Regions from separate parts of the Mus musculus genome. Here all the other regions are linked to region 1. Evidence: chromatin contacts called from public Hi-C, HiChIP or PLAC-seq and promoter capture Hi-C data. All regions are on one chromosome and are shown on one strand. Each heading gives the region's core, a stretch centred on a gene start, on an enhancer-like site or on the middle of the called end of the contact. The rest is flanking DNA. Distances are from core to core; before and after follow the strand shown. Region 1 holds the start of Vti1a (vesicle transport through interaction with t-SNAREs 1A). Region 2 holds the start of Smndc1 (survival motor neuron domain containing 1). Region 3 holds the start of Dusp5 (dual specificity phosphatase 5). Region 4 holds the start of Smc3 (structural maintenance of chromosomes 3). Region 5 overlaps Rbm20 (RNA binding motif protein 20). Region 6 overlaps Rbm20 (RNA binding motif protein 20). Region 7 holds the start of Ccdc186 (coiled-coil domain containing 186).

Region 1 (3,238 bases), core at 246-2,745:
TAACGAAACTGAGCCAATAAATAAATAAAACTCACAATTTGTCTGTTACTAACTACTCAAATTAAATCTGTACTTAAAGAAAAAATCCTAAAACACTATCTTATAAGTCACAAAGTATTATATAACAATCCCTTGCTTATTCACAAAAAAAAAAAAAAAAAATCTGAGCCCTTAGAAAAGAAATGTCAAGAAAATCAGACAAGGCTCCCACCTTCCCACTGTTGACAACCTAGCATGCAGGGTAATACCTGGAGGATGCTGAATTGTAAAAGTGAGCAAAGTTGTCCTGTACGAAGTTTCATATAAAACTGGGTTATAGATACCCAAGAAAGATGAGAATCACAGAATCAGGGCAGAGGTCTGAAAAATAGGAATCCTAACAAGAGCTAAGACACAGGGCTTCACAGCTGCGTATCAGTTAATCTTCACAACCGCCCTGAGAGAGGTACGAGTCTCTCGAACCAAGAAGGAAGTTTTGAAGGATAACGAAAACTTGCCTAGGAGACAACTTCTAAGTGGCAAGGGTTAGACTTGAATTCAGGCATCCTAGCTCGTCATTCTAGTGTGCCACGAATAAGGATAACAGAATTATTGACTAAAACGACAACGCTGCTGCTGCATTTACAGATCCACAATCTTGATACTTTCACACAGTTCCTTTGAATACTCATATTTTACAAAAGATAAAAAAAGATAGAAAAAAAAAAAGAAAAGGAAAAAAGAAGAAATCAAGATGCAGAGCAATGTTTCCAAGGCTATACAAGCTTTTAAAAAGCGGTGGGGTAGGAAACAGGCGCCACCCCCCCAAAATGGTTTCCACGCAGAAGGTGCTTTGCATTTGAAGCACATTTAATGCCAATCACAACCTACTACCCAGAACGCACCCCTCCCCGGGCCGCCAGCACCACCCACAGCAGCCTCGCGCCAGCGAGCCCCGCGTGCCCAGGCGGCGTTCCGCGGCCCCCGGCTCTCCAGGCCGCCCCCGCCCGGCCGGGCAGGGTACTCACCGGGAGGGAGCCGAGGGACCCTTGCAATCTTGCTGGTGATCTCAGCAGTGAGCACTGCGAAGTCCTGCTCGTACCCTTCGAAGTCGGAAGACATGGCAGCTCGGGCACGGCCGGCCGGAGCCGGGTTCTAGCGCTCAGAGCGGGACTCGCCAAGGGCGCCCGGCCTCGGCGCAGGGACCCTGTGAAGAAGTCTCCACAGCACAGCGGGAACCGGGAACAACTCCCAGCCCTGCCGCTTCCTGGTTGCTCTACGCAGTCCTTGTCCTCCGGAAACTGCGCTGCCTGCGCCTTTTCCTTTCCACCCAAATCTTCGAACGTAAAACTAAAGAAAAAGTTCACTTTCGGTGACCCCTAAAAAAAAAAAAAGACTACGAAAGCCCACATGCTCTCGGGTATCACAGAATACACGTCCCCCACACTGCAGCTCCAGAGAAACGGCTGGAGCGCCCCCAAACTCTAAGTTGCAGGCGCGGGCTTTCCGAGGGAAGATTGACGCCGCGCACCGACCGGAAGTGGCTGTGGCGGAGCTTGCGCCGAGGACCCGAGCGGGAGGCTCACGGCGGCCGCGTGAACCAGAGACGCGCGGGTCCGAGTTCCCCGCGCAGGTCTCGCCGTCAGGGTTCGCATTCGGCTTGCTCAGACTGAAGCGCTCATGACAGAGCTATAAGGAGGAGAAAATCTGTTCCGCTGAGCCCGGGCCGTCCCGGAAATGCGATGGCTGTGGAGCGGGCACCGGAGACCAGACTGAGGTGGGAGTCACCGCAGGGGGTGCAACCCGCTTACGAGGCGGTCTTCGCCTCGACCTAGTCGACCCAGCATCTCCAAAATATCGAGCCCAGACCTCGCTTAATAAGACGTTTGTCCTGTGAGTGAAGATCCCAGAGCATCCCGCACCACTACATGGGCGGGAAACTGAGGCAGGCACCGACCGGGCTGGCGCATCTGCTCCGTGGGAATCCGTTACGCATACGTCATACCCATGTGTCATAGGTCTTTTCCCGGCTCATTTCACTCCATTCAGAACTCAGGTCTACAACTATTCCCCGTGCGTGCCTTCTTCCCTTCTCCCTCGGCCCCGGAGGGAATTATCCCCCCCCCCCCGCCCGCTTAAATCCACTCTGTGCTCGTTCTCGTGCACTGCTTCAGTTGTGATTTTTCGCGCACACACATGCGGCCTTCTCGTTTTAATCTCACCCTTCTTCCTGTACCTTTAACCCCGATCGATTGCTAATGTTGGCGCTTGGGAGAACAAGTGCCCAGTTATTAATACACAAAGTATTATATGCGTAGAGCATGTCACAGTTAATTCACAACTCGTTGGGAGGCAGTTTAGAACGTCCTAAAAAAGAAGTTTGGTGCTTCTATTCTGGACTTAGCTGTTACTTGTGACCTTGGTCGGTCGATATAATCACAGTCTCTCTAAGCCAGTTTCTGTTCTAGGAAGAATTAGATACGTGATAATTAGATAAGACCCTGCTTCTCAGCTCCCTAAGTCTTTGTTCTCTCTAACGATCCACTAAGCTAGGAGTAGTCGATCCTTTCTGGCACTTTGAACAGAAGAGGAAAACTGTTTAATATGTCCGGTTTTCGTGCACTTCAAGCTCGGACTGTATTCTGGATAGGTCCAAAGTAATTATTTTTGTTCTCGATAAGAGGTGAACTCCACACTAGTGTGCTTTCGAGGTGCTGAGTCAAGTGCTCCTTGGAGTTAAATATTAAATAAATGGCATATGGACTTTCTAAACGGAGTTTTCCCATCTTGTTTTCTTTAGGCTGTGTTTCAAATCAACCTATATTCTCCTGTGAGATACAGAGTTCTGGAGGCCACAACTGAAAATGACATACCCCACCTCAGTGACCCTTCAGCCAAAGGCATGACAGCTCAGGCACACACATGGACTTGTTGCACACAGAAATGTGTGCACAGGAAAAGGAGATCTCTAGTTCTTTAGAAGAAAGAAGTCATTCTTCACCAAGATGGGCATATTCTGCTCAGTAATCAAGTTTGAAAATCTTCAAGACTTAAGGAGACTGTGTCATTGGGGTCCCATCATAGCCCTGGGTGTTATAGCAATATGTTCCACAATGGCCATGATCGACTCTGTCTTGTGGTATTGGCCCTTACATACAACTGGAGGAAGTGTGAACTTCATCATGTTGATAAATTGGACCGTCATGATTCTTTATAATTACTTCAATGCCATGTTTGCTGGTCCTGGCTTCGTCCCTCG
Region 2 (3,238 bases), core at 351-2,850, 1.9 Mb after region 1:
TTAAATTTCAGTTGATTTTCCTCCCTCTGCCTCTGGTGTACTTGAGACCAAACCTTCAGGGTTCGGACTCCATCTTAGAGAACCTGACCTAAGGTTAAACTCAAGTAAACTAACAGGCCAGTATCTAGCACCAGTTTCCAGGCTACGCCCCCCCCTCCCCCCAACAAGTCCTGTGCCTAACACCAGTTTCCAGGTTACCTCACAACAAAACCTACATCCAACACCAGTTTCCAGGTTATTTCCTAACAAATCTACAACCCTGCGTTTGCACCCCCGGCCCCCAGTTCTCTTGCATCAGAGAGGGTGGTGAGGCCCAAGCTCGAGCTTGAACAAAAGAACCTAGTTCAATTGCATCAGAATCAGCTCCCTGGTGGTTTTTTTTTTGGGGGGGGGCTCATGAACATTTCCTGGCACAACAGAGACTACACACAGGCACCACCATACCCATCTTTTTAATCTTCTAATCCAAAACAGTCCTTACTCCTTTTAATAGCATTGCTTCCTTCTTTGTTGCTGTGATAAAACACCATGACCAAGGCAGCTTAACGATTTTATTTTAGCTTATGGCTCCGGAGTGAGTCTATAATGGCCGGGCAGGGGCAGCAGCAGGCCAAGGACATGATGGCTGAAGTATTTTGTTGTGAGCCGGCATCAAACTGCACATACAGCGCCGAGAGCTCAAATTTAAGTGGTGTGTGTGTCTTTAACCTCTCCAATCTGCACAAGGCAGGGAACACCTCTAAACTACTCCAAATGGCCAAGACGAAGGGAGGTATTTCTCATTAAAATTACATTACTCTTGAATTATTTAAGTCAAAAAAAAATCGCACATTCTGGATGGGTGTTTCTTTCCTCACGGACATTCAACACGTTATGCTTATTATTTCCTTTAAACTCAAAAGGGCTTTGATTATACTTCCTCAGAGGTGACAGTCACTTCATGTTGACTGTCACTCGGTCATAAACATGCATAAAGTAAGGTTGTCTCACAACTAGTGATGCTGAAGTTGATCGCTGGGTGAGCGATTGCCAGCTTTGACTCTAAACATCCTACCTTTCTCTATTTTCTTACATCACATGGCTTTTACCTACCATGGGTGATGCCTAAGCACCTCAAATGGTCACCGTTCCACTTCTATCACTCTATCTTTATTGGCTATATTTATTTTCTAAACAACAAAAAACTTCCCTTCTCTTGACTTCAAGGTCTCGCTCTGTAGCCTTGGCTGGCCTGGAACTCGCTATGCGGGCTCAGACTCAGATCCGCCGCCGCCATCTGCCTCCCTGTGGGACACAAGGCACCCGCCATCACTCCCAGCCCGTTCCCGGTACTAAATCTCATCAGGGCTGGGCAGAAAGGCTCGCGAGTTTACGCCGCAGGGAACCGGAGGACAACACCCACCACAGAGAACCACTCGCTGCCGCTCCCAGCACGAGGCGGAACTGACGTAAAACGAACATGCCCTCTGCCCCCGGCGCGGCCCAGACACGTCACTTCCTGCCCATCAGACCACACCCGCTCCGCCTTCCGAGGCTGCAATCGCAGGCTGCTGAGAGGGCGGCGAGGGTCATGTGACCCGGGCGCCATCTTTTCCACGAGAGTCCGTAGGTCTCGCGAGATCTCGCTCGCCTTGTCTCTCTCTCCTCCTGCCCGAGGCCGGCTTCTCTCCCCTCCCCCTCGCTGGCGGACTTTCTCCTTTTCCGACCGAGGCTCGTCGCGGCGGAAAATCTTTCCCGGCTGCAGCCGCCCCTGACGCCGCTCGCCTCGCCTCGCCTCCCCGACCCCTGCCCGCCGTCCCGACCCCAGCCCCACCCAAGGTAACGAGCCCCTGAGGGAGAGTCAGGCCTCCTCGGGCCTCGGGCTGGAGTGGAGGTGGAGGCGGAGGCCGGAAGCGAGGGCGCCGGCGTCAGAGCTGGGCCCGGCCAGGGCAGTGTGGGGAGGCAGCGGCTCTCGCACCCCCCAGTGGACGGCCCCGGCCTGCGTGGGGGCTTCCGGGACGAGGCGGCGAACGTGGCCGTCTGGGGGAAGCCTCTGTGAGGGTGCGGGGCTCGGCGGTTTCCATGGACGCGGAGGTCTGCGTTCCCTGGTGGGAGATGGTGGACCGGGGCTCCAGCGGGCTCGGGGAAGCCCGCGCGCGGACGGGAAGACTCGGCCGGGGTTCCAGGCTTCCGGTGGGCCGGAATGTCCCGGAGGTGTCCCCCGAGGACCCGTATGTTTGCCCCGCGGCCGCCCAGAGGGGCTTCTGGACCCCTGGCGACGCCGAGCTGCGTTGGGCGAGAGGCGGGTTTCTAGGATGACCTCCGTGTGAAGGAAGAGTGAGCGCTCCGAGCGGTTCCCTCCACCGGAGAGAAAGGCGAGGAAACGCCGAAGGTGTAGTTAACCGAAAACCGCTTCCTCTGACTGGGGGGAAGAACCCGTCCGTGCGAATTTTAATTTCTCTTGATTTTTGACTTTCTCAGCTTTTGAAAAGTATGTCGCAGTCTTTATTGACATACACTGTCTTCCTATGATATATGATACTTAAAGAAGAAGCAGGGTTTTTTTTTTTTTTTCTTTTTTAATAGCATGATTTTTCCGGGGGAACTCTTTCTGTGTAGAATTGACCAGCCGTATCTGCAGTCTTTAGAATTTAATTGCCTTGAAGTTTGTGGATTAGTTAAATATGAATAAAGTTAAAATGGTGATGAACGGAACTTGAATTTTGTAGCAAGAGTGATTTAAATTAGACAGGTCAGAGGAAGTTTTTTTTTTGTTGTTGTTTTTTTGTAATTTGATATTTGACTTGCCTTATGGGCCTTTATTTTCCTCAGATGTCAGAGGATCTAGCAAAACAGTTGGCTAGCTACAAAGCTCAACTCCAGCAAGTAGAAGCTGCCCTTTCTGGAAATGGAGAAAATGAAGATCTATTGAAACTGAAGAAGGATTTGCAAGTAAGTACAGGTGGACACTTGGAGTTGAGGTTGTTTGAGAAGAGGATTTGTCTTTTTCAAAGTATGCATTCAAGACTCGTAGGCACGCAAAGCATCTGAGGAAGGCGCTCCCACGTGTATATGCTTGTTTGTACACAGGTACTGAGGCTTCTCACATTAGCTCCTCTTGGTGTACATCAGAAGGAACAAAACACTCGGTTTTGTAAATCCTGTGTGTACTTACAGGATTTCATGAGAAGAGGCGTTGCAACGGAATAAGCTTTTGTTTTAAAAGACTTGACAAGGAAACTTAGTTCAAAAGGTAACA
Region 3 (3,238 bases), core at 290-2,789, 1.8 Mb after region 1:
GAATTCTGAACCGTAACAGAGTTCCTGGACAAGTCATCAGAGTTTTGGGGCCCTATCTGAGAGCTCTCTCCCCTGCACCCAGGCCAGTGTTCCCATACTTTTGAGGTTAGAAGGCAGGAGCAGTCACAGGAAATGACCCAGAAATCAATGATGTGGGGTTTGAGAGTAATCACACACCCACAACCGGAAGCCAAAGTTATCTCGACAGCAGGTGAAATAAGTCGGGCCTGCAGGCAGCTCTCGGAGGCCTAAAATCAAAGGCCTCAGAATCTCCTCTGAATCTTTGCAGCCTCTGCAGCACCTCTCTTAACTAGGTTGGCCGGTTGGTAGTCTCTGAGGATAATCCCCTGCTGGGGATGACAGGATGAAAGGGGTGGGAAAGCTGTCAGTTCCCAAATTAAGCTTGAGAACGGCCTATTTGGGGAGAGGAGGAGGAGGAGGCTGGAGGATAACAATAAAAAGCAATAAAGGGAGAGGAAGGGGAGGGACTTGCCAGGGTCAAAAAGGCAAGAGGCCCACCAAGACACAGCCTAACGTGCTCTAATTGTCTAGGCGGGAAGAAAGGGGACACCGCGGCGCCACTCTCCTGGGGGAGGGTCTCAACTTGTTTGATCGCGCTGATCTGTACAGAAAGGTTCCGACCCCCGTGGCCTGCCAACGGCGCCAATGACCAGCATGAGCTCTGGGCCCCCGGAACTATTAGGGAGCACCGCCCGCAGCACCTTCCCAGCCCACCCAACCCAGAGGACAGACAGGATGCCAGACGCTTTCGAGGAAAGGCGGGTGGGGAGAAGGAAGCCCTGGGCGCTGACGTGTTGCAAGGACCTCCCAAGCGCACGTCAAACCCCGGGGTGCATACTCCCGCAAGTGGTGACTTTCTCCGGTCCAGAGTTCCCATGCAGGGAGGTAACCCTGGGGCCTGGTAACACAGGGTGCAGGGGAGCAAGGGAGGGTGGCAAAGGGCAGTCTGCTCCCGGACGAACTCACCTTTAAGGAAGTAGACCCGCGGGCCGGCGGGCAGGCAGGCCAGCAGCGAGGTGAGCACGACGCGCGCGGCGCTCTCCTCCCGCAGCTTCTGCCAGTGGCGGCTACCCTGGTCCAGCACGACCACCGCCGCCACACCGCCGCCGCCCTCCTGCAGCAGCCGAGCGCGGGCCGCCTCGTCGGGCAGCACGTAGCGCGCCGACACCGCGCCGCCCCGGGCCCGCCGCAGCACCACCGAGTTGAGGTTGACGTTGAGCGAGCCGCGCACGCTCGACGCGGCGAAGGCCAGGTAGGGCCGGCAGTCGAGCACCACGCAGCGCGCCTCCGCCTCCTTGCGGAGCATCTTGCGCAGCTGGCGCCCGTCGAGCGACGTGACCTTCATGCCGCTGCCACCCAGCGGCCCGACGCTGCGCGCCCCACAGCTGCCAGAGGACGGGCGGGCCACCTCGCGGGGGCTGTGGCCTGCAAACGGAGCCCGGCGCGAGGGGCCGCGCGACGCTCTCCACGCCCCGCTCGCTGGGCTCCCGGCCCCGCCGCTCGCTGCCCCAGAAAGCTGGGGATTCCGCCGGCAGCGCAGCGTTTTATGTGAATGAGTGCGCGTCCTGTGACGTGAGTGCCCATATAAGGCCAAATATGGGTATTTCCCCGCCCCCTGGCTGACCACGCCCATGGGTGGAGCTTGCGGGCACCCGCCTCCACCCAAGGAGCAGGCTGGAGAGAGGGCGTCTTAGAGCGAGAAAGAGGAAGTGGCGGGCGATCGCTCCCTCTCTCGGGGGGCCCGGCGCCGAGAGACTCACTCACGCATCACCCCGGACTACCGGTGGAGTGTCAGGAACGCCACCAGGCCGAGGTGACCCACGCCGTGCGGGAAGAGGAGGTGACCGTGGCCGCGCTACGGAGCCCCTGGGGCCTCCCGGTGAATCCCGGATTCCGGTCGCTCCCGGTTGTGTCTGCGTTTGCAAGGAGATTTAGCCTCTGAGATGAGCCGAGATGCGGCGTGGCTTGGTCATCTTGATACTGGGGGCTTCTTTCTAACACGTTACCCCCACTTTTGTTACCTTTTAATTTTCCGTAATAAAAGTTCCTGAGAGTAAAAAGGAGGAGTTGTGAATGGGTGAGCCGGAGACGTCAAGTGGATTCTACTTCGGATGATTGACAGTCCCCTTTTGGCTCTCTCCAAAGATTGCTCTCTCCAATGTACCACCCGAGCTTCATAGTGAGACCCTGCCTCAAAGAACAAAACAAAACAAAAAGCCCCACCCCCACCCCCGAACAATACACCGACTCGGGAGCTCTGTGGTTCTGGGCAGCTTGTGGGGAGCTGTAAGGCTCAGTCCAGTTAAACTGTTGTCCGGGTGGCTTCTGGATTTGTGGGATTATGGTGGATAAAATGTAATCCCAGGCTGTCTGCCCCCGCTATTCTCTCGGGAGCTTCATGCTGCCTGCCCCCATTCCCGGAAAATTAAGTGTGATTTGTCCCCTCTGCAAGTATTTACTGAGGGCTCTGCTAGCTGTCAGGGCACGTGGGATGCAAATGCGTTCTGCCTACAAATCCTTTGCCAACTATTTCACTGTTATCTTTTCATGGAAAACAAAACAAACCAAACCCTTGCATCCATTTACAGCCCCCATAAGTGGATGAGATTTTTTTTTTTAAGGAGAAAGCAGAAATCACATTCTGCTATCCAATCAATCAGCCCAGCAACAATAATGGCTGGCATTGCTTCTGGGTCATATCTTCATTCAAGCAATCGATTCAATCACTGTATACTCTGTCCTGAGTATTCAGTGGCTGGCCTGTAATTTTAGCATCTTTGAGACTGAGAAAAAAATATCAAAAACCCGAGGCCAATCTAAGCAATATAGACGCCCGCACCCACCCCACCCCCCACACAAAACAAACAAACAAACAAAAAAACACCAAAGCTGTAGCTAGCAGGCTCCACCCACGTCTTTCATCTCAAGCCTCACGAAGAATACCCAGCACCGGCACCAGCCAGTCTTGTGTTAGACGCTTGGTAACACGGCTGGAAGCAGGACTCCAATCCATCAGCCCCAGCCCAGGGAGGAGGCCTGGTCCCATCTCGGGCCTCTGTAAGTGTCTGTGTCTGCACACCCATGGTGTGTGGGCTGTGGTGGAAGTGGAGAAAGTTTCTCAGCCGATGAGAGCTGAGACAAACTTCCAAGAATGAGTAGAAACCACTTGCTGTGAAGGAAACAACCCAGCCTGTTATGCCTGGAGGTGTTTGAAAGA
Region 4 (3,238 bases), core at 300-2,799, 1.7 Mb after region 1:
GCAAATAAGCCATCCTTCAAAGAAAGTAACAGTGATGGACTAAGAACAAAACAGGCGACACCCTCTCATGTAAAAGGTTCTGAAATGAAGACACATCATCAACATCCTACACACACACACACACACACACACACACACACACACACACACGCTAGGCAAACATTCCACTACTTAACTTACACCACTGGGCTCCAAAATGATTTATCCGTCTGAGTTACACAAAAATTTTATTTTTATAAAATAAGCAATTCATCGGTGCAGACACGAAACAGGTAATCCCATGGAGGAATATTAACATTCAAAGACAACTCCCGTCTCCCCTGGCCTGTCACGTCTATCGGTAGCAATTCTAAGTCTAACATGGTAAACCAAGAACACTTACTTACCGATGACATTATGTTTGGAGCTGAAGGGATCTACAATTGTTTGGTCTCGGTAACTTCGGAAGCCCTGGATGATCACCTATTAAAGAAGAGACAACCCTTGAGAACACAGAAAGCACTTCTAGGGCAACATTCTTTCCTTCTCCGTCTCTTGCTTCTCACGCAAGGCAAGACAGAAACGGTCCACTCGGCGGAGACCATTGCGATCGGGAGCAAGCAAGTTAAAGATTCGCTAAACCCCTTCCGACATGGCCTGCAACCCTTGCTGGTGCAGGGCTGCTCTGGGAGAAGCTCTCCAAACCCAGCGGCTTCGACCCCGAGCTCTGCACGACAGTAAAGGTCCAGACAGCAGGCAGGCGAGCGGGCGGGCGAGCGAGCTGGTCGCAGCTTGCCAGCCTGCGAGCCCAGTGAGAGGGCATCCTTCAGTCAAACCACTGGCCAGCCCCAATGAGTCCATTGAGAAAAAGAAATAAGATAATAAAAATTAAGTGAAAAGGGGATAGATAGGATCGCAACGCTCCGAGCCTGACCCGTCCAATAGAAAAACGTCGCCCAGCGCGTGTCCCGGGGGCTCGGCGCTCGCGCGCGGGAAGAGCATTTTGACAGAAGTAAACAACCGAGTGAGCAGGCGCGACGCGACCTGCTGCGAGGGTCCGCCCTGCTGGGGCAAAGCCTGAGGCAAGGCGGAGAGAGCCTGCAGCCCAGCCCGGGGCCTCGCGAAGGCGGTCCATGCACCGCCATGCCTGCCTGCAGAACGACGCGGCCTCCCAGCAGCTCGCAGCAGCCCGCGGCGCCCGAGGAAGCCGGGCCTCCGCCTGCAGCCCGCCGCGCCCGGTCCCGCTCGGCTCCGCTCGGCTCCACGCACCGCGCCCCGGGGGAAAGCGCCGACTGCAGCCCGGCGCTCGGCTCGTCAGGGCCCCGCTCCTCCCCGCCCCCCCAAGCCCAGGCCGGCCCTAACCCACCCGCGGCGCGCTCCGGGACACCCCGCCGCCTCTCACGGCCCTTACCTGCTTGATGTACATGGCTCCGCGCCCCTCGGCAGGGGGAAGGCGTCGCCTCAGCACCGCAGCAGCGCGGCCGCAGGCTCGGAAGACGAGCAAGACAGCCCCCTCCTCACAGCGCTCCGCTCGCTCCCGCTCGCTCCCCCTGTGGCCAAACAAAATGGCGGCGGCCGCGGAGGCGGGGCCCGCGCGTCGGGCGGAACCACGATGGAAGCGATGCGGATCGCAGGGGGAGTCTGGGCCGGTTCCACTCTGTCGCGTAGGAAAGGCCCCTCTCCCGCGGCCCTCTTAGACGGACCTGATCTGAGAAAAGGATTTTCTTATCCTCTTGTTTTGCTGAGAATCACTTGGGAGTCCGACTCGGAGGAGCCCCGCTCCAGAGGCCGGCAGGAACTACCTCCGGACGCACGGACTATGGTCGCGCCCGTGAGGGGCGGGGCCTGCTCGGCGCCAAAGCCTGGAGTGAGACGAGCGGAGCCAATCGCCGAGCGCGCCGGAGGTCACGTGGTCGCCGGGCCGCTTAAAAAGGACGTGGCCTGTCAGCCTAGCGCCCGACTTGAATGTAGGTCTCATTGTGACTGCCTGGGGTTCTGAGCTCAGAACCTCCGCGCTTCCATTATTCTCTTTATTAGCTCAGAGCGCCTCCTGCTGGTTCCGAGCCTCCTGACGGCTCTGAGAGAACTGGAGGACGCTAGGACATTTGAAGGGATTGATTTAGGGAGGTTGTCTTTAGTTTTCCAAGCCCCGATTTCACCTTGTAGCTAAGGATGACTTTAAACTCCTTATAGAAAGACCTGTACAATTGCCACAAATAAATTTCTTGAAATAGGTAAATTAAAAAAAAAAGAAAAAAGAAAAAAAAAAAAAAAAAGGAGCCGGGGTGGTGGTGCACGCCTTTAATCCCAGCACTCGGGAGGCAGAGGCAGGCGGATTTCTGAGTTCGAGGCCAGCCTGGTCTACAAAGTGAGTTCCAGGACAGCCAGGGCTACACAGAGAAACCCTGTCTCGAAAAGAAAGTAAGAGAGAGAAAGAAAAGAAATAGGTAGGTACTAGGGTCAGTCCCTAAATGTATAGGATTTTTTTTAGCCCTGGCTTTCCTAGAATTCGCTCTGTAGACCAGGCAGGCCTCAAACTCAGGATCTGCCTGCCTCTGCCTCCCCAGTGCTGGGATTAAAGGCTTATGCCATCACTGCCCGGCTAAATGTATACAATCAGTGTAGGGAGTAGAGTTCTGGGCAACTCTAAAATTGCCTACTGGGAAATAAACAAACAAACCTGGACGACCTAATAAGGTCCTGGTCACCATTCCTGCTTCCTGAGGCAGTTCTCACCCTCAACATGTCTACGAGGAAGGGCAAATCTTGTGCCCTACTGGGAATCCTTTATCTGAAACTCTGGCCAAATTCCACCCAAAGTTTGAGGGAAAAAAAAAAAAAAAAGAAAAAGTATTAAAAGAGAAAGAAAAGAAAGAAAGAAATTTAATTTAAAATTTCATTTTGGGAGTTAAGGACCTCTACCCCTGTCAGTTTGTGAGGGTTTGGGGTATATTATAAACAGAATTCTAAGCCTTCATTCAGTTCCTCAGGATGACGGCTGGGTTTGCAGTGCAGTTGGTAAAGCCCTAGTTTGTCATACAGGAGGTCTTAGACGCTTCCCCAGCACTGGGTAGCCTAGTGGCACACATCTGTGATCCCAGAACCCTGGGAAGGTGGATGCAAGATCAAAAGTTCAAATTCATCTACTGCTTAGTGGGTTTGAAGGAGACCCTATTTTTCAATAATAGTGAAGTCACCAGAACTTTTATGATGGTTTCCACTACAATGAGATTTTTACTTTCCTTCTTAGGCCTTTACA
Region 5 (3,238 bases), core at 375-2,874, 1.6 Mb after region 1:
GGAGAGAGGTGCCCACGGTTACAGAAGGGTGACAGGGGTGGACTCTAGTGATACAGAAATGGGAAGCATCTTGAATGGAGAGGGGAAACACGAACCCACACATGTGATAAAAGTATACAGGACTAAATACAAATGCACAAACAAATGTGTGTGGTCCTGGAGTAGGGTGAGCAGATTATACATGTGCTGATCTTGTAATGCTATACTTCAGCTTTGCAATAAGCCATCATGGGGAGGGGCTGTATAAATGATATATATACATCAGAACTCTATATAACGTCAATATACAACTACCTCAACAACAACAAAATACAATTAGACCTTAAGAACTAAGCCAAAAACAACAACAAATTATCTCAAACTCCTAAGATTATTTTTGAGACAGGATCTCTGTAGCCCAGGCTAGCCTCCAACTTGTTTTGAGGCTTAGGACGACCTCACACATGATCCTCTGCTTCCTCCTCGCCAAGGCAGGGTTACAGGCATGCAACAGTGAGTCCACAGCAACAGTGAGTCCACAGCCGGAGCTTCGTAGATAGTAAGCAATTACTCTACTCACTGGGCTACATTGCTGGCCCAAGATTTATTTATTAAACAACTCTTTCATGATGCTTACTAATGCCAGGAACCATGTTAAGTGCTTAAGTGCTGACTTACTGCTTGCTAACACCATCCGGGGTGTGTACTGTTACTGCTCTTTCTGCCTGTCTTGGTCAGGGTTTCTATTCCTACACAAACATCATGACCAAGAAGCAAGTTGGGGAGGAAAGGGTTTATTCGGCTTACATTTCCATACTGCTGTTCATCACCAAAGGAAGTCAGGACTAGAACTCAAGCAGGTCAGGAAGCAGGAGCTGATGCAGAGGCCATGGAGGGATGTTCTTTACTGGCTTGCTTCCCCTGGCTTGCTCAGCCTGCTCTCTTATAGAACCAAGACTACCAGCCCAGAGCTGGTCCCACCCACAAGGGGCCTTACCCACTTGATCACTAATTGAGAAAATGCCTTACAGTTGGATCTCATGGAGGCATTTCCTCAACTGAAGCTCCTTTCTCTGTGATAGCTCCAGCTGTGTCAAGTTGACACAAAACCAGCCAGGACACTGCCGCCCGCCCACACCAAGGGTCGACGGTGAAGGGATGATGGGATCCCGACACAGGGAGCTGGGTCCTTGAACTCTCCCTCCTGTGAGGTCTCCAGCTCACCTTGAAGATGGACAGATGGATAAGCATGCTTAGGAGAACAACAAGACAAATCCTTCCCACAATAGACAAAGGCAACTGAAAACCCTCCATGCTCCCAGCTTTAAGGGAAGCAACCACAATGACTAGATTCTCAGGGGAAAACCTCCCAGTCAGTGGGAGATGAATCCTTTGAGCACTTTAACAGAGATTGGAAACCAGAGGGAAGAGCTAGACACGCTTAGGGGCACGCTTCAGAGGGAAGGGCTAAGGAGCCACAAAAAGCAAATGTGTCTGGGGATGGATAGGAGGGAAGGCTGAGGCTGGCTGAAACAAAACCACATAATTGCATCATGCTTAGTACAGACGCCCCAGGCCTGCAGCTCTTTGACTCCGTAGGCCTGGGACCTCTTCTCTCCCAGGGGTAAATTCCATCTGCCTTAGCAGCCTCAATCCCGCAGGCTCTTGCAAATGTTTGCCTTGCTGACGCGGGCTCTGGAGACTGAACCCAGAGCTGCGGTGGCATTCCAGGATAGGCCTGTGGTGAGGCAGCCTGACTCACAAGATTTTCAGATTATCAATAGGGAAGGCAGGAATGTCATGGCCTGTGTACATGGGCAGGAGGACATTCATCAAAAAGACAGCTGTCATGAAATCACTGCCTCCCTTTCCCGCTGAAGTGGGGCGGCACCAGTGTGTGTGTGTGTGTGTGTGTGTGTGTGTGTGTGTGTGTGTGTAGGCCTGTGTGTGGACACGCACACGCAAATATGGAAGAAAAAAAAATCATTTCCCAAAACAGGACCAAGGAGGCCTAGAATCAACCATTCAAAGGACAGAACACGTCCAAGCAGAGGGACACTGTGCCTTAGTCCTAATACTGAGAGCCCCGGTTCCCACTGTTCCCACTGAGTAATTGATGGGACCAGCACATCACTTATGGTCCAGGCTGATACAAGGCGCCAGTGGTATGTTTGGAGAGTCTGTCTTCACTGGTTTCCATGGAAATAACCTGTAGAGTTCTCAGTGGAATCCTGCCTGGGCAGTTGAGGAAAATTAAGTCTACCTGGGAACTCTGTGCTGGAGAAAGGTTGTAGGAAAGAATTCTCCATAGCCTGTGGCTGTGAGAAGACACCTTTCGGGGTTCAGTCGGAAGTAGCGAGAAGGAAACAGGAGTCTCAATTCACCATATCATAGCCCCAAATAATTCAGGTCTCCGCAATGGGTTTTGTCGAGAAAGGACATTTTCTGGACTGGTGAGAGGTCACTTGCCACCAAACTTGATAACCTGACTTCTGTCCCTGAAACCCTCATGGTAAAATGAGAGAACCCAGTCTTCAAACTTCTCCTCTAACTTCTATCTATACACACGGTGTTGCACGCACAAGCACGCACGCACGCGCGCACACACACACACACACACACACACACACACACAAAATGAAACAGAGTCCTTGCCACAGGTCTGAAAACATTCACCCCCAGAGTAGGTAGAATTTTTGTTGCCTACCGGAAGGAGCAATCCCAACTTATTTCTTGCTTTGGTTTCTGATGTCTCTGCGCCCTCAGGCCCCGTGTCACTCACTGTCTGTGAAGAAAAGGCTCCAGGCATGAAAACCAAAGGTAGACAGTCTCTGAGCCCCTTAGACATTGTGGAGCCTACAAACCAAGCCAGGGGCATCTGCCTCCAGTCATCCCATTAAGTAAATGTCAGACATCCCTCTAATCCACAGACTGCCAGTTTTCTGATGGCAGCTAAACACATCTTCATGTTAATCCATTCAGCTCCCCCATAGTGGACTCTGAAGAATCATTTTATAGTTGCTAATGTCCACCTAACTTGCCCGAGGCAGACACTTGCATGAAACCTACTGTTCCTATCCGGTTCTTATCTACAGGGGAGACTTGGGGGTGGGGGAGTGTAGCTCCTGTAAACCTAGACAAGCTTGTCACCTGGAGTCTGGTGTTGATGACCCACCATGAACCAGATAAACCCAGTAAGGTAGGAGAAAAGAAGAAGGAACAAAATGGGTGGAGGGGTCAGAAGGGGAAGAGGAACGGG
Region 6 (3,238 bases), core at 505-3,004, 1.5 Mb after region 1:
TCTTCATTCTAGGAAACAGTCACATGTTTGGATGCTCTCATTGCCACTGAGAGTCAGGATAAAATGAGTGAAGTCATTGGTTCAGCCATATCAGCGAAGTGTCAGTCATGATAATGTGATTGCATCACAACTGGGGAGCAGGGGCTATGCTCAGAGACAGGTTTGAGACTTAGAACCATCCTAATTTTACCTCTCATAAGCTAGTCTCTCTGGGCCAGTACTCAGCTTCTATAAGGCCTTAGGTCCTCATCATTAAAAGGAAGACAGATGTATCCAGGCTTGTTCTGAGAGTGGAAGGGTGCATACCGTATTTAGCCCAGTTCCTACCACCCAGCAAGTAACCACTGCTATTATTATTCCTGCCGTTGTGTTATCGCTGCTAATATTATCCTTATCATTGTCACCCTGAGAACAGGCAGCATGGGAGCTCTGCCAACAAACAAGGAAGCTAAGAATGTGGAGATGTGAAAGTAGACAGAAAGGGAAGGGCAGGCAGGGGGTGGGCAGCTTCTGTCAGGAGAGAGCAGAGGTGGAGAGAGGCTCAAGCTGCAGAGATAGTGGCAACAGCCCTTGGGTGACCTCAACCAGGCAACAGCACATTGCAAGGCTGTTGAAGGTCCGTGCTGTGGCCCTGTACAGCGCAGCCACATGCTCGTCCCTGGTGATGTCCCCCTGACCAGCAGACAAGCCAGGAGCGTGTCAGTGCCCAACCAACAAAACCAACTTTGTTCACAGTGAGCACGATGGCTTCCCAGAGAAGCGATTCGGGAATTTAAAACCACTCTTGAGTTCAACTCAGCTCACTTTCCAGACTGTAACAAATGCGCCCTTGCTTGTTTGTGCTAAGATATAAACCATAGTCCAGGTGAGATTAATGAAGCCAGGCAGGAGTTACTGTTCACTGTGGGTACGACTTCACAGGAGACCCAAGTGCAACTTGCAGCTCAGGGGTCGGGCCTCTGCTGTCTCCTGGAAGCTAAATATCTCCTAGATCTTCATCTTTCCATAGTTAAATCTGACTGCACATATGCAGATCTTAGAAGAGTTCAGAGAAGCTCACCATGCCTCCAGGTGAAAGTGCCATGAACTTATGAGACATCCCCAAGTTTTCTACAACACTGTAATTCATAATTTATATTATTTACAATGTGTTTCAAGGAGAACCAGACAGGAGGAGTGCAAAGGCCCCAGATATAAAGAAAATGGGGGTGGAAAGGCTGGACGCACCCTACTGGACCAGTACCATTGTCTGCCCTGACTGCAATAAATGACATAACTACATGGTGATTAAAAGGGGAAAAACTAACTTTCCTGTAATGCTCTCAGAAACTGGGTCAGGCTATGTAGCACAGAGACGGGTTTCAAAATGCCAGGTTACAAAGATGCTAGCTCTGACAATCCAGGTCCTGTGCGGGCTGCAAGTTCGAAATTCTAGCTAAATGTCATAGATCTGAGAAGCAAGGAGTCTCAGAGATCATCTTGTGGTCACAACCCACCTGTCCAACACAGGGAGGAAAGCAAAAGCCAGGGAAGTTGATGAAATACAAAAGTCTCGTTGTTCCAACCCCAGTCGAACTCCTGAAGAGAGCAGAGCCAGGACTGGAGCCCCAGGGCTGGTGCGGGGGTGAGAGTGGAACGCAGCCTTCAGCAGGGGGGGTCTCTTCCTTCTTGGAGACAGGGAGGGCTGTTGCACACTCTCTTCACAAACAATGGTGTTGCTGGATCATCATTGGCTAGGCCTCTGTGACTAATTTCAAGATTACCGGGTCACTGCTGCTAACCCGTGTTTGGGCCTTTGCCACAACATTACCATAGGGTGATTCATATCACCATGACAGCTCTCCGAGATGATTCATAGCATCGATGATAATCCTGCGTTCTCTCTTTTGTTCTGGGCTTTTCACTTGGTAGGTTAATAGGAGTCGCCCACTGCTGCAACACACACATGCACACGCATGCACATACATTCACACACACACACACACACGCCCACGCCCACGCCCACGCACAATCAGTCTCCAGAGGAACCATATGGGTAGTGAGTTCAAATGTGATCATTTCCAGTTTACACTAAGAAGACTATATAGGTCAGACAGTGGTGTGCACTTCTCCACCCAGTACTCAGGAGGCTGAGGCAGGAGGATTGAGAGTTTGAGGACAATCCCGGCTATGTAAGTGAGACTTTGTCTCAAAACAAACAAACAGAAAACGAAAAGCACAAGACCAGGAAAGACATGGTGAGCCACCTGAGGTCATCCACAGAATAAAGGACTTTTAGTTGCATAACTGCCCACGGTCACTAAAGGGAGCGTCTAGCGCTTTATTTTCGGCCCAACTTCCCTATGTGACCTTTAGTCTCCTGTGCTCTGCACTGCTCTTATCAGACAGCGTGCAAGTCTCACGAAGAGGGCCTGGTGGTTTTCTAACTGACAGGGGTGGGACTGCCTTTCCTCTCAGGAGTGGAACTCAGCACGTGCATGAGGGAAATGATAAATCCATGCGTGCAGAGAAAGCAGTATGCGTTCCCCAGCGACCCACAAGACAGGCTTCCAGGGGGCCCAGCCATGTGACATGGTGACATGACAGACAGGGTACAGTCTCCTACACATCCATAACTGTCTCGGGATTGCTTGTATCTGCAAGGCTGTGTTGAACCAGCCTGCAAGTCTGGGGCAATTTTGGCCAATGTAGCCTCTAAGAATAACATACTCACTCTTCCTTTCTCCCATACCCTATCATTTTCTTTTTTTTAAGGCTTTCTTTGTTTTGAAGGGCTGGGGACATGTGGAAAACACATGTCTGCTACTGAGCCTCATCTCCCAGCTACTCATGTTTCTTTCTTTTAAAATACGTTTTATTTTATAAAATTATGCACCAGGTGTGGTGATGCACACCTTTCATCCCAGCGTTCAGGGAGCATAGGAAGGTTGATCTCTGTGAGTTTGAATTCAGCCTGGTCTATAAAGAGAGTTCCATGCCAGCGAGGGCTGCATAGTTAAGACCGTATCTACAGAAAAAGAAAAAAAAAAAAGTAAAAGATAAACAACTTAATTTTGTTGTTATTGATGTTTTGGTTTTTTGAAACAAGGTCTCTTGACCTTGTATACTGGGGAATTAGAAAGGGTCTCAGTATATAGCCCTGGCTGTCCTGGAGCTTACTCTGTAGACCAGGCTAGCCTTGAACTCACAGAGATCCTCCTGCCTCTACCTCTCAAGTACTAGTGTTAAAGACATGTGT
Region 7 (3,238 bases), core at 450-2,949, 1.5 Mb before region 1:
GTTTCCATCTCATCTCTTTGGTTTTACACCTGTATTTCTTCTCTCTTATGATTTAAAAAATTAGTTTCCCAGACATGCTTAATACATTTTCTTACCAGTTATAAGTTCTGAAGTACATTTCAGAAATAATGCTAATGTTACTTCTAACAATATGAACAGATAAACAACTCAGTGTGTCTTCCCTCCTTTTGGGATAACATACCTTACTAGGAATGTTTAAAGTCCAGCCATTCTTTTCAAAGTAAGAAAACCTATGTATGTCTGTATGAATGCATGCATGTATGTATATACGTATGCATTTAGGAAAAGGGTCTCCTGCAGGCTAAACCCTAAGTGGTTCCTACTTGCACCTCCCAAATGCCTGGATAACCATTGTAAGCCACTACTCCCGGCTCAACCCATAGTTAGGGTCTCATTTCTGTGAATTGACACTCTTCACACCAAGGCAACTCTTATAAAAGACAACATTTAATCAAGGCTGGTTTTACAGGTTCAGAGGTTTAGTCCATTATTATCACGCTGGGACGCACAGCAGTGTGCAGGGGGTTGAGGGTTAGGGTTAGAGACAAAGAGCAGAGAGCTCTACCTCTTGATTGGAAGGCAGCAAGGAGGAGACCGAATATGTCTCACACTGGGTGTAGCTCAAGCATTTATATGAGAGCTCAAAGCCTTCCTCCACAATGACATACCCTGTCCAACAAGGCTACACCTCCTAATAGTGCCACTTCCTATGGGCCAAGCATTCAAATACATGAGTCTATTCAAGTCACCACCGCACCTTAATTGTAAAACGTACTGTAATACATTACCATAATTTGAGGAGGGAGTTGTCATTTTCTGATTAAAAAAAGACAGAGGGTTAGTAATATACCACATTGAAGATTTTCCTCCTCAGCAATTATGAAAGTAATTTAACAGTAATATGCTTGGATTTACAAACTTGCCACTGAAGACGAGTCTTAACTATTTTCACTTACAACTGTCTACACGGCCCAGAACTTTAACACATCTTTTCTCCGGACAGAGGTGGTTTGCAAAACCTCCAGACTAAAACTGCTCACCTTCCCTACCTCCTCCAACTGGGCTTAGTCACTATAATATACAACCTGCGTGCAACCATGCAACCGGATGGGTTACGCAGCCCAGGCAGGCTTAGGTCCTCTGCGTGGAGCACACTAACAAGCTTACTAGTAAACAATGGCACTCGGTGCCACTTGGAGATCCCAGGTCAATTATTATTATGGAAACCCTGCAGAGCTCTCTCCCAGAGATGAAGCTCGCATGCCCAAGTCAGCTGCTCCTGCGGACTTGGCTCACCCACAGGCAGCGCAAAGTTTGCACCATCAGAACCGGGAAGCCACAATCTCTAGTTCTCTTTTATTACTTTATGCCACTGACTCATTAGATGACCGGCCAAAGGGTGAAGAAAAAAAGATGGCAACTTCCTTCCGATAGAAAGCACCGGCTTGGGACGGGAAAGGGAAAGAGTGGCCCAACCGGACAACAACAGCCTGCTACAGCCTCCTTGGGCTTAAGTGGAGGTGGCACGGAGATGCTGGGCGGGGCCTCTAGAAACCGCGAGGACTGGAGGCGGCGCCTCGAAAACCACGCCCGCCTCCAGGTGCTTAACGTCACGCGGTCCGCGCCGCGCTGATTGGCTCGTTCAGGGAGCCCCGCCCCCTCAGCTGTAGCCGCGCCGGCTTAGGCGTCGCCGCCATCTTTGTTGATGTGTCAGCTCCGCAGGGGTTTTGGGGGAAAACCTCCGCTGAGAGCCCGGGATCTGCAGTGGTCTCCGCGCGTGACTTCCTCACCCACTCCGCGTCGGCTACACGCCGCCATGGGTTCGTCGGCCCTGGAGCCGGAGCTCCATCGGCCTCGCTAGGGTGCGGCCCGGGGCTGGACGACGGACGGTGAGTGGCCGAGGGGCGTCCGGGACGGGCGCGCTCGGGGAGCGCTGGTCTGCGCGCGTGGACGTGACGGGGTGGTAGCCCCGGGCTGTACGCAACTCCGCGCGTGGACGTGACGGGGCTGGCGGGGCCCTCGGGGGGCTGTGCCCGGAGGCGCGGCCGCTCCCCCGCCGCACCAGCGCGGTATCTCCGGGGACGCGGTCCGCAGCGTTCGGCTTTTCCAAAGATCCCGATGTATTTTCATATATTTTCACCTTGGTAGGGAAACCATTTCAGATTTCTCTCTCCCCTTCTACCTATCCTCAAAGTAGCAATCCCAGGGAAACAGCGCGCGGGGAGAATGATGGCTCAGCTGCCAACAATTCGTAACTTGTTACAATATTCACATCTTGATTGTTATTTAGAGAGGAGACTCGGGTTTGTACGCAGAACACCTGGGTTAGAGTCAGAAAAGACTACAGTAAAAAAATATGACAGCGAACCAGAAAAGATGTCTCAGACCCAGTGTCACGCACGGTCCTTTGATGTCCCAGCCTTTTCCTTTCTTCTGAAGTGGTACACAGGGTGCTTGTCTGAGGAAAAGATGAAACAAATCAGTTATGACAGTGTTTCAAAGTGCACGTGTAGCCAGCCATCCCAAGGAAAATCGGTCTGTTAAGTGTTAGGTTTATTAGCGTGGATGTGGCCTTTGTGCACTTAATTGTGAAGGAGATTAAGGACCCAGAGACAAGTGATACTGAAACGGATGCGTCTTGTGTATCAAGTCCACCGTGTGCAGCTACTTTTTAGCTCTTCGTTAATTAATGGTTACACAAATGAAACAACAGTAATGATTGGCCTACTTCTTTTATGGTTCCTTTTTGGTCTTCCCATGTTCCCATGTGCAGATTTTGGGCAGGCCATAATCTTGTACTGTTGCACCAAGGCCTTCCTTCTCCTTTGTACAGGGTAATAGGTAAGTATGACTTTGGAAGGCTACCAGAAGACACAGGGACTGTGTTTAGTTTTTTTGAAGGCCTTTTCTAATTTAAAACAATAGAAACTTAAGGTGTTTGATTGAGAACAGGTTCCATGGAGTAAGGGTGACATTTCCCAGTCTGATTTTTTTTTTTTTTTCCAGACTGAAATCCTGAGTGGTAGAAGAAGGGGCACTCATAAACCTTTAGTTCCTTCACACAGGAACCAAAGACTTATTCTTTGATGCTGTGCAGTGCGGCAGCATGGCTGCTGCTGATTCCTTAGTGTGTTCAGTCCTGAAAGTGACTGTGATGAACAGAACACTCAGCCCAGCTCTCTGAGGAAGCTGTGATGGTTGGGAGCCCAGGCAGCCT

What was found. Promoter capture Hi-C pulls out the DNA fragments that hold promoters and counts their contacts. Hi-C and Micro-C count contacts between places; a contact is called where the count stands out from the background. HiChIP or PLAC-seq counts read pairs in DNA pulled down with a chosen protein or histone mark.
Region 2: a promoter capture Hi-C map of pre-B cells shows a contact between it and region 1, with 5 times the contacts expected there. The contact joins the promoter of Smndc1 here to the promoter of Vti1a in region 1. A contact is called at or near these places in 5 of 39 promoter capture datasets (the HPC-7 cell line, cranial neural crest, hematopoietic stem and progenitor cells and 2 more), 2 of 484 Hi-C or Micro-C datasets (B cells and CD4 T cells) and 2 of 115 datasets of contacts at active chromatin or transcription factors (astrocytes and neural tube).
Region 3: a contact with region 1 is called in a promoter capture Hi-C map of pre-B cells. The contact joins the promoter of Dusp5 here to the promoter of Vti1a in region 1.
Region 4: a contact with region 1 is called in a Hi-C map of B cells, with 8 read pairs. The contact joins the promoter of Smc3 here to the promoter of Vti1a in region 1. A contact is called at or near these places in 3 of 39 promoter capture datasets (HPC-7-derived erythroid cells, hippocampal neurons and pre-B cells), 1 of 484 Hi-C or Micro-C datasets (B cells), 7 of 115 datasets of contacts at active chromatin or transcription factors (the 230-238 cell line, the NIH/3T3 cell line, astrocytes and 4 more) and 1 of 9 other capture datasets (adipose tissue).
Region 5: an HNF4G HiChIP or PLAC-seq map of pancreatic cancer cells shows a contact between it and region 1. The contact joins the enhancer-like site here to the promoter of Vti1a in region 1. A contact is called at or near these places in 2 of 39 promoter capture datasets (embryonic stem cells and pre-B cells) and 3 of 115 datasets of contacts at active chromatin or transcription factors (astrocytes, embryonic stem cells and pancreatic cancer cells).
Region 6: an H3K27ac HiChIP or PLAC-seq map of extraembryonic endoderm stem cells shows a contact between it and region 1, with 7 times the contacts expected there. The contact joins the enhancer-like site here to the promoter of Vti1a in region 1. A contact is called at or near these places in 2 of 39 promoter capture datasets (hippocampal neurons and pre-B cells), 4 of 115 datasets of contacts at active chromatin or transcription factors (acute myeloid leukemia, embryonic stem cells, extraembryonic endoderm stem cells and 1 more) and 2 of 9 other capture datasets (adipose tissue and embryonic stem cells).
Region 7: a contact with region 1 is called in a promoter capture Hi-C map of pre-B cells, with 2.9 times the contacts expected there. The contact joins the promoter of Ccdc186 here to the promoter of Vti1a in region 1. A contact is called at or near these places in 4 of 39 promoter capture datasets (the C10 cell line, liver, neutrophils and 1 more), 1 of 115 datasets of contacts at active chromatin or transcription factors (astrocytes) and 1 of 9 other capture datasets (liver).

What each region holds. Positions count from the first base shown.
Region 1 is chr19:55,314,314-55,317,551 of GRCm38.p6, reverse strand. Vti1a (vesicle transport through interaction with t-SNAREs 1A) reads right to left here and starts at 1,495. Exons shown (of 8, transcript NM_016862.4): 1 at 1,008-1,495. The coding sequence starts at 1,101. It overlaps Zdhhc6 (zinc finger, DHHC domain containing 6), which reads left to right and starts at 1,516. Exons shown (of 11, transcript NM_025883.4): 1 at 1,516-1,756; 2 at 2,780-3,238. The coding sequence starts at 2,985.
Region 2 is chr19:53,388,996-53,392,233 of GRCm38.p6, reverse strand. Smndc1 (survival motor neuron domain containing 1) reads left to right here and starts at 1,600. Exons shown (of 6, transcript NM_172429.3): 1 at 1,600-1,818; 2 at 2,812-2,931. The coding sequence starts at 2,812.
Region 3 is chr19:53,527,446-53,530,683 of GRCm38.p6, reverse strand. It overlaps Dusp5 (dual specificity phosphatase 5), which reads right to left and starts at 1,539. Exons shown (of 4, transcript NM_001085390.2): 1 at 988-1,539. The coding sequence starts at 1,366.
Region 4 is chr19:53,598,707-53,601,944 of GRCm38.p6, reverse strand. It overlaps Smc3 (structural maintenance of chromosomes 3), which reads right to left and starts at 1,549. Exons shown (of 29, transcript NM_007790.3): 1 at 1,391-1,549; 2 at 387-462. The coding sequence starts at 1,405.
Region 5 is chr19:53,730,422-53,733,659 of GRCm38.p6, reverse strand. The region is part of intron 1 of Rbm20 (RNA binding motif protein 20); the gene reads right to left. Among named protein-coding and RNA genes, the nearest start is that of Gm30943, 22 kb to the left of the region's middle. Within about 2 kb of position 1,624, at least 99 of the 459 cell types and tissues checked have an H3K27ac peak or open chromatin away from gene starts, as enhancers often do. A contact at or near this core is called in pancreatic cancer cells, where this site is marked.
Region 6 is chr19:53,799,292-53,802,529 of GRCm38.p6, reverse strand. The region is part of intron 1 of Rbm20 (RNA binding motif protein 20); the gene reads right to left. Among named protein-coding and RNA genes, the nearest start is that of Gm30890, 14 kb to the right of the region's middle. Within about 2 kb of position 1,754, at least 148 of the 459 cell types and tissues checked have an H3K27ac peak or open chromatin away from gene starts, as enhancers often do. A contact at or near this core is called in acute myeloid leukemia, extraembryonic endoderm stem cells and hippocampal neurons, where this site is marked.
Region 7 is chr19:56,820,660-56,823,897 of GRCm38.p6, reverse strand. Ccdc186 (coiled-coil domain containing 186) reads left to right here and starts at 1,699. Exons shown (of 16, transcript NM_170757.2): 1 at 1,699-1,910.